Regions from separate parts of the Danio rerio genome. Here region 1 is linked to region 2. A link is a contact called in public Hi-C data. All regions are on one chromosome and are shown on one strand. Each heading gives the region's core, a stretch centred on a gene start, on an enhancer-like site or on the middle of the called end of the contact. The rest is flanking DNA. Distances are from core to core; before and after follow the strand shown.

Region 1 (4,299 bases), core at 927-3,426, 300 kb after region 2:
TAATTAAGTAGTTTGAAGAAGCTGCAAAAATATTTCTTTGAGTGCAGGCTCGTAGGGGGTTCAGGCCTACCCAGTTACAGTTCAAAGATATCCGGTACAGGTGAATTCAGTAAGCTTAATTGTCCATAGTGTATGAGTGTGAATGAGTGTCTATGGATGTTTCCCAAAGATGGGTTGCAGCTGGAAGGGCATCCGCTGCATAAAACATGTGCTGGATAAGTTGGCGGTTCATTCTGCTGTGGCGATCCCAGATTAATGAAGGCACTAAGCCGAAAAGAAAATGAATGAATGAATAAGATCAATACCTACAAAAATGTCCACTTTTTGGAGAGGGGACTGGCTGCAGACCTGGAGCAGATGAAATCTGAGGTGCATGCACTGCTTTTGAATAGGCCCACCTAACCCCACCCCTAACCCTCACAGTGACGTCCCTAGCTCCATTGACTGCATTGTGTCTAACATTGCATTGCTGAGAGATGCAGTCTCAGTTTGCATCATATACTGTAGGTTGCATCCATACTATTGACTTTTTAAAATAAAAGTACCACCCTTTTCAATAATCTGGCTACAGGCCTGGAGTGATGTAGATACAACTGAATCTGTCTAAATGTGATAAAAATAACAATCCACTTTGCATAAAACTGCTGTTAAAAACATGGTCATTGGGAATCGAAATCTCCAAAAGACTAATGCTAATGTCAAAACAAATTGTATAACTTTTAACAGAAACTGCATATAATTCATGGTTAGCCAGATTTCTTTCTAATCAAGGATAAAATTGATTAAGTAAAGTCGTCCCTCGAGAACAACATATTTCTTTTCTTCTCTAATTAATAATAAAATAAGTGCCATGTTTTCATTTGGAGTAAAACAAATCTCGCAAAAAAGTTCTTGTTAACTTTCTTGTTCTTGTTGAACTTGATGATGGGTTAAATGTTTTTAATTCTGTTATATTCAACCCAAAACATTTTGGAGTCTTTTTTAGCCTAATCTAAAAATATGTTTATTCTTGTTCCATATATTTGATTAAAAAAATTACATAACATTTAATTTATTCATGCTTTAGCAATTTTCATGAACAAGCATTTACTGGTCACATTTTGTTTTGTACATAACTTACCTGTAGTTTTCAGTGTTCAGACTTTCAGCAGTGAAAATTGCTGAACTGAACTAAACTGAACTTCAACTCTGAAAACTGGACTGACACTGTTTCAATTTAGAACTTCTATGTTAAGCTGCTTTGACAAAATTTCCAGTTTCCTGCTCCAGTTAGACTTAGGTGAATTGAATAAATTAATTGGCCGTAGTGTTTGTGTGTGAATGAGTGTGTATAGATGTGTCCCAGTGCTGGGTTGTAGCTGAAAGGGCATCCGCTGTGTAAAACATGCTGGATAGGTTGGCGGTTTATTTTGCTGTGGCAACCCTGATGAATAAAGGGACTAAGCTGAAGGAAAATAAATGAATAAAAGAATTGTATTGATTTTCAAATTCACGTAATTACCCAAAATGTTTGTTATTACTTTATAATGTTGTAATACAGCCTATACTTGTTTACATTGTGTGTTTTCTTTTTGTTGTTTTATATAATTTAACATTGTCTGCCTCATTTTTTTGTTATTGAACTGAATTTTTAAAAATAGATATTATCAAAAAACTAACATGAAAAAACTTTACCTTCATGATTATATCATACATAGCTGGTGTTTTTTTTCCCTTTTCTCTCTTGTATTGTATTCTATTTAGTATTTGTATTTCTTATTTTGTTATTCTTATAATTTAAGTATTATTTATTAGATTGGTCACATGTTTGTAATAAACAGCGTGGTGTTAAATATGTTCGTTTACTCTCTTCATGAAGTATTTTTATTAAAAAGACAGCGATTGTAGACGTAAATAGACATAAATAGATAAACAAAGACTTCACTATTCAGATTATCATAATTAAAATACCCAAAAATTACGTATTCAAAATAAATTTTTTGTTCTACTATTGTTAACGTTACTCGGTATTTTGGTTTGTTATTTAAAGCATTTAAAAATGTTATTTCCTTTTCATTCTGAAAGTAGACCATGTGACTATGCCCGAGCCAATGAAAGGGACTTTGACTGAGGCTGAGCCAATGATCGTCTTCGCTCCTCAGCTCGGGTCAGCTGAACAACAGAAACACTGGTGCTCAGTCATATGATGCGCGTTTTTTACAGTTTCAGCGCATTTTCAGTTTTCATTGTGCCGCTTGAACCTGCTGTCCGACAACACGCAGAAACACGGCTACAGTCCCCGTAACATGGCCAGGATCGCAAAGTCTCCTCGTTTCTGCTGCTGCCTGCTGTCAGTTGTGTTTGTCAGTCAGTTTGTGGAGCGGGTGTGTGGAGTTTGGCCGTTGCCTCAGGAGATCCAACAGTCTGCTGAAAGCTCCGGGCTGAGCCCGCAGCTCTTCACTTTCACATACAGCCAGGACTCCGCTGCACAGGCGGGATGCTCCGTGCTGGACACTGCCTTCAAAAGATACTTCTCCATCATATTCCCCGACTTTACTAAAGGTTAGTCTTGTTTTGTGGAATAAAAAAATAAACAAACAGATGTACTTCCGTGTAGTAAACAAGACTTTAACATACCTAAATATACTCACCGGCCACTTTCTCAGGTGCTTACTAACGTTACTACCGGGTTGGACCCCCTTTTGCCTTCAGAACTGCCTTAATCATTCGTGGCATGGATTCAACAAGGTACTGGAAATATTCCTTAGAGATTCTGGTCCATATTGACCAGTGGCGTAGCGCAAAATGCGGAGGCCCCCCTGCAGGGATCGCTGACGGGGCCCCCTGATGAAGGGGGGGGGGGGGGTTGGATACGTCATACGTCAATTTGCATATCACTGACGTCATCACGTTCTACCGTTTCTGTTTAACAGCCTATGGTTAATAAAGGGGTATTTATAATTGCACTACATATAAGCATGTTTATTTAACTAAATTTATTGCTGTTTGAATACAGTATATCATTATAGATGTGTAACGTTAGTGAATGTGCAGTAATCTCTCATATGAAATAAACTCAGACAAGTTCAGAAACTGTCACTAAAATATCTGTGATTGTGAACAAGAAAAGAATAAACGGTCCAATTAAATTGTTAAAATAAAGTAGAAGTAGATCGGTTTGACTGTACAAGCGAAATACCTTCACACTGCCTGTGCTAAATCATTTGTCGTCGGTACGCAGAGGGGTGATCTGCTCTCGGGCTGCAGGTGGGAGAGGCTGCTGTAGAGGACTGACTGGGCCGCCTGTCAGTGCTGTGAGGCGGGGGAGGGGCCGGCGGCATCACACGCAGCTCGTTGAGAAGAGTAGGGACGGTACAGTATGGACAAATGACAGTCTAAAAAAATCTCCAATAACACACAAAAAAGTCGCTAGATTTGTCGCTAGGGGGGTCTGAAAAGTCGCTAAATCTAGTGACAAAGTCGCTAAGTTGGCAACATTGGCGGCAAGCAATCAGAATGAAGTAGTCCACCGCTTTAGAGGTGTTCAGAGAACACAGACCTGTGAACTTTGGTTCCGACCACAGTTGTTCCCAACAGTTTTTTGAAAATCGCGACGACGCGGGGCCCCCTAATTACGCGGGGCCCCCCCGCGGTGCGTGCCCTGCGGGCCCGTCCGCTACGCCACTGATATTGACATTTTGTCAATTTGTATTAATGGGTCCAAAGTGTGCCCAAGAAAATATCCCCCACACTATTACTATAACCTGACCCGCTCACTGGATTTGGATATTTTCAGACCATTGTCTGAAGAGAAAATCCCAGTAGATCAGCAGTTTCTGAAATACCCAGACCAGCCCATCTGGCACCAACAACCATGCTACACACATTCTTCCCCATTCTGATGCTTGGTTTGAACTGCTATATGCATTGAGTTGCTGTGTCATGTGATAGGCTGATTACCTAATAAGTGTGCTGGTGAGTGTATACAGTAGTCAAGATTTGAAGTGGATCAAAACGTTTTTTATAATTGTCCTTACAATATATTATTATTATTATTTATATGGACTATATGATTATAATATAATATCTTGGGGAAAGTTATTTCTGAAAGTAGTCCATTACAATATTTAGTTACTCACCCCCCAAAAAATGTTAACCAGTTGTGTTACTAAGTGTACATTTTTAAAAGTAACAATGTTTTATTATTGTCATTTATATAGGCTAGGTCAGTGGTTCTCAAACTTTTTTCCACCAAGTACCACCTCAGCAAAAAAATTCCCAAGTAGCACCATAATGACCAGTATTGAAATTCTATAGCGT
Region 2 (4,605 bases), core at 1,827-4,326:
TGTTTGTTAAGTTTATTAGGATTTTATACTAATTTCAGTAATATTGTTGACTAATATAAAAATGTTTACATAATTTATGTACAATACAGCTTGTAAAGTTTTTTTTTTTTTGTATCTTTTAGTAGATGTTTTATATGAGAGACTTGCTTTGTTTACCAAATAAGTGGATCTAATTGGATTTGCACTGAAAACAGGGTTGGGCGATGTCGACCAATTTGGCCGTACGATGTCTAATGTGAAACATCGCGATGACATTGTCATCATAGGCAGCGGTGAATTATTTATTCATTAATTATTAATTAATGACAAATTATTTATTTGTAATCTACCGTTTTAACTACCTGACCTGCATGGTCTTAGTTTTACACATAACCAAATCAGAAATAAATAAAGATAAGTTACACACAGATCACCACCCGTCAATCAGTTTTTCCGCAAGACTCTGGCATGAACAGGCAGAGTGATCTGTGTTGTTATAATGGCGTTGACATACATACATAGATGGTAAAAAAGGTGCACAACCAACAGGAACCAACCAACTGTATCTGAGGTTTTCGCTAAAATTACTAAGTACAAACGTGAAAGTGAATAATTGAAGCAGTGTACTGCCGCTGTGACACGTTACCTGATAGATTCAAAAGACTGAAGAATCGTTAGATAGAGACAAGATTAATTAAATATCACCTTTAACAACTATAATGAGACACGAGTGGCACATTCTTAATAAAGTGTCCGACATGCACTGCTCTCTGATGTTTTGTGTTCAAAGCACCCGCTGACTGCTGGAGTTCAAACGTGCGCAAACACTGCAGTTCATGCCAGAGTGTTTGTGGTCACATGATGTGTGTTTTCAGCGGTATAGTGCCCGGAGATGGCAGGGCGGGCAGGCGGAGGATCGTGATACTGGCTCAGCATCGTGATGTCTATCGGCCATCGTCTATCAACCCAACCCTAATTGAGAACATTAAATACAAGTTAATAAGGTATTATTATTATTATTATTTTGTTGTATTACGTTTTTATATATGATAGTCCCAAAATCATTCTGCATAAATTCTCTGATTTTTTACAAAATTCTGTGCAAAAATAGCAAAAAATGTTCGCAGATTCTATCTGGCCCTGGTTATGACCAAGCTATTACAACATTGGGGTGGTTTATGACCCAAAACATGCTTTTCACATTCAATATTTGCCACAGGTTTACTGTAAAGGTTTATGGGAATTTTGACACCATGTAATAAGTGATTTTACTGTATAAAAAGCGTTAAGCCTATAGAGAGTCCGCGAAAACCACAGAAACCAACATGTGTGTGTATGTTTATGAGCTCTGTGTGTGTGTGTGTGCCTGTCTGAGTTTATGCTAATGGCTCGTCGTGTATGAACGGTATCTTTATGATAACAGCACAACTCGCAATGAACGTGGTCTAATTGAGGTAAAGTTGGTTTTACATTTGTTCATTTTACGCTCCTTGCACTGTTTACAACACTCAAATTGGGTCTAAATCGCATTTAAGTATGACTTTAAAAAGAGCACTATTTTAATTGCCTGTGACCATATTGTACTTTAATATTCATTGGCTGCTAATTTTATTTTCCTATTTAAAATTAGCAAATTATTCTTTTCTTAAAGTAATGTTATATTATTAGGGAGAAAATCCTAATAGCTATTAAACCAACTTCACCCACAATATGATCTATAAAGCAGAAAGTCGCTTTATGAAACCGAAATGATGTACTCGTCGCTATTACCCTCAGTGCATCTCCTCCTCCAGATGGTTTCCGTGTTCAGGATCTGCCTGAATTTCTTGCACACCAGCGCCAGGTTGGGCAGCGCGATGCCGGGCAGAGACGCAAAGATCTCCACGAGCAGCTCGGGCGGCAGATCCAGCAGAGACTGCGGGTGTGGCGGCCCTGCGGAGCCCGAGGCCGAGGCTCCGGAACCGGCTCCACTAGGCCCTGCGCCGCAGCTGCTATGACAGCCGCCGCCGATACCGCTGCCGTCAGGCTCATCTTTCGCTTTGCCCACCACCCTCTCTTCTTCCTCCCCCTCCTCCATCTCCATGTCGGAGTCGCTGTCCTGGTCCGCCTGGCTGTGCCGCTGCCGCCGCCTGCACCTCCGGGACTGCCCCACTCCACAGAGCCTGGCGCACACCGCCATCCGGAGCAGCATTACATCATCACCGCACAACAACAGCTGCTGTCACCTGCACTCCGCTCCTCTGGCGTCTGCGTCAGTTACGTGACACAAGTCTCCCCGTGACGACATCGCGTTTTGACGTCAGTGTTAGCAATAATGCGCATTTCTGTTTGTACATTTGTGTTTGCATTTAAGTTAAGGCTACATTCAGATGATGAAATAAGAATATAAAATGAAAGAATATTGTGCAGGTGATTTTTGGTTTCGAAAGCGAAATACCAAGTACCCGCATGATAGCGACATCTGCTGGTTAGATATTAGCAACTGCTACTGAGGGAGTTTGTGTGCGTGAATTAAACCGTAATGCAAGATTTATTCAGTAAAATGCTGTGATAAATAGGACAGTTTTTCATAATAAATTTAATACAATTGAAAATAGATGACAAATAAGTTTTTAATGTTTATTATTACATTATTTTCTATAATCAGTCATGGTAAAATAATGTATAATCAATTTTAATTACCTTTACGTATAGAGTGCTAAAGGCTAATTCAAGATAAATACATTTGTTTTATTTTTATTTTTCAAGTTTGTGTATTAAATTGTTATTTTGCTTTATTTTAAAACACATTAACATATTACAAACATTATTTAGTAATAAACATATCACTAAACATTACTTGTACGACAATTAAATATTGTTTAACTACAAAAGACTGTTGGTCTGTTACTCTATTTTACAGTCTGTGGTCTGTTTTGATCTTCGCTGAGAAAAGTACTAAAAAGATTTAGCTGCATGCTAATGTCATTTTCCTGACTGTCAATTTGCTCAGAAAGTTTAACAAAAATAATATAAGATATACAAAAAATATATAAGCAAGTTAAAAACGAAGGACTTCACGATGATCATGTTACCACTTCATTTACTTTCGTTTCCACAGCAACAAGGACACACGGCGGAAGAAGTACACCTGATCTGAGCGACATGGTAAACTTTATGTTTTTTTCTTCGAGTTTAGCTTTCAATAATAATGAATAATGGCGGTTTTCTTCATTTATACTGTACTCTTATTTGTCCAGGCTGAAGTCGAAGACACTTTAAAGAGGATTCAGGCCCAACATGGTGTTATTGGGACAATAGTGGTTAACGGAGAAGGTACGTTAAGCATTTAACGTTACAGTAGTAAATTAACTGTAATATTCTCCACAGCTCTAACGTTACATATGTTAAGCTGGTATATATAATATAATATAATACAATATATAATGCAATATAATATAATATAATATAATATAATATAATATAATATAATATAATATAATATAATATAATACTTTCCCAAAGATGGGTTGCAGCTGGAAGGGCATCCACTGCGTAAAAACGTGCTGGATAAGTTGGCGGTCCATTCCGCTGTTGCAACCCCGGATTTATAAAGGGACTAAGCCGACAAGAAAAAGAATGAAGAATATTATTATAATATAATATAATATAATAAAATATAATATAATATAATATAAGGATACACTGTAGGACTCATAGGATAATCTGCTATTCTAATATTTATATTATTCAATCTATAATTATAATCAATAAAAAAATTAATATTGCTTTAATTAATTTTCTTTCTATATTTCTATAATAATAAAAAAATTATAAGTATTGCATTACTATTAGTAGTAGTAGTGATAGAAGTAGTATTAATATGAATAACAACAATAATAGAGTTATTAATGTTCAGATTTTATTATTATTATTTTATAAAAATAATAATGGTGATGCAGTGGTGCAGTTGGTGCTGTCGCCTCACAGCAAGAAGGTCGCTAGGTCGCAGGTTCGAGCCTCGGCTGGGTCAGTTGGCGTTTCTGTGTGAAGTTTGCATGTTCTCCCTGCCAGGCCCGGATTGGCTAATCGGGAGGACCGGGAGAATTCCCGGTGGGCCGGTCCGTTTTTTGGCCGCGAGGGCCGGTGTCCCAAGCTGCAGAATCTGTTGCTCTCAGCAGTCACACTTTTCAAATTTATTTATTTACTTGACCACAGCCTTTGTCCAGAGGTTAGCGCGTTAGAAAAAGACGCCGCGGACCCGGGTTCGATCCTCGTTAGAGTAACTTATTGTTTTCATTTTTATTGTTAAGACAGGTAATACTGTTAGGGTTGTTGAACATTTAAAGTTCTAAAGCAGCTGTTTTCTCAAAAAAAGACGTGATAGTGTCATTAGAAACTGATTTGGAAATGACCTTATTTTAATATAGTCAGTCGTGAACTGAGGTGGGCTGGTCTGAGGCTTGAAACTCCAGGGCTGAAAAGGAATCCCACTCCGGCCCTGCTCCCTGCGTTCGCTTGGGTTTCCTCCGGGTGCTCCGGCTTCCCCTACAGTCCAAAGACATGCGGTACAGGTGAATTGGGTAGGCTAAATTGTATATAAATAAAATATAAATCATAGCAATTGAATAGCATTGTTAGATTTAA

What was found. Hi-C and Micro-C count contacts between places; a contact is called where the count stands out from the background.
Region 1: a contact with region 2 is called in a Hi-C map of hematopoietic stem cells, with 3 times the contacts expected there. The contact joins the promoter of hexa here to the promoter of dynlrb2 in region 2. A contact is called at or near these places in 2 of 18 Hi-C or Micro-C datasets (caudal fin and hematopoietic stem cells).

What each region holds. Positions count from the first base shown.
Region 1 is chr25:23,420,359-23,424,657 of GRCz12tu, forward strand. hexa (hexosaminidase A (alpha polypeptide)) reads left to right here and starts at 2,177. Exons shown (of 14, transcript NM_001017763.1): 1 at 2,177-2,541. The coding sequence starts at 2,286.
Region 2 is chr25:23,116,273-23,120,877 of GRCz12tu, forward strand. It overlaps dynlrb2 (dynein light chain roadblock-type 2), which reads left to right and starts at 3,077. Exons shown (of 4, transcript NM_001303032.1): 1 at 3,077-3,126; 2 at 3,219-3,294. The coding sequence starts at 3,124. fbxo31 (F-box protein 31) reads right to left here and starts at 2,186. Exons shown (of 10, transcript XM_073943143.1): 1 at 1,750-2,186. The coding sequence starts at 2,170.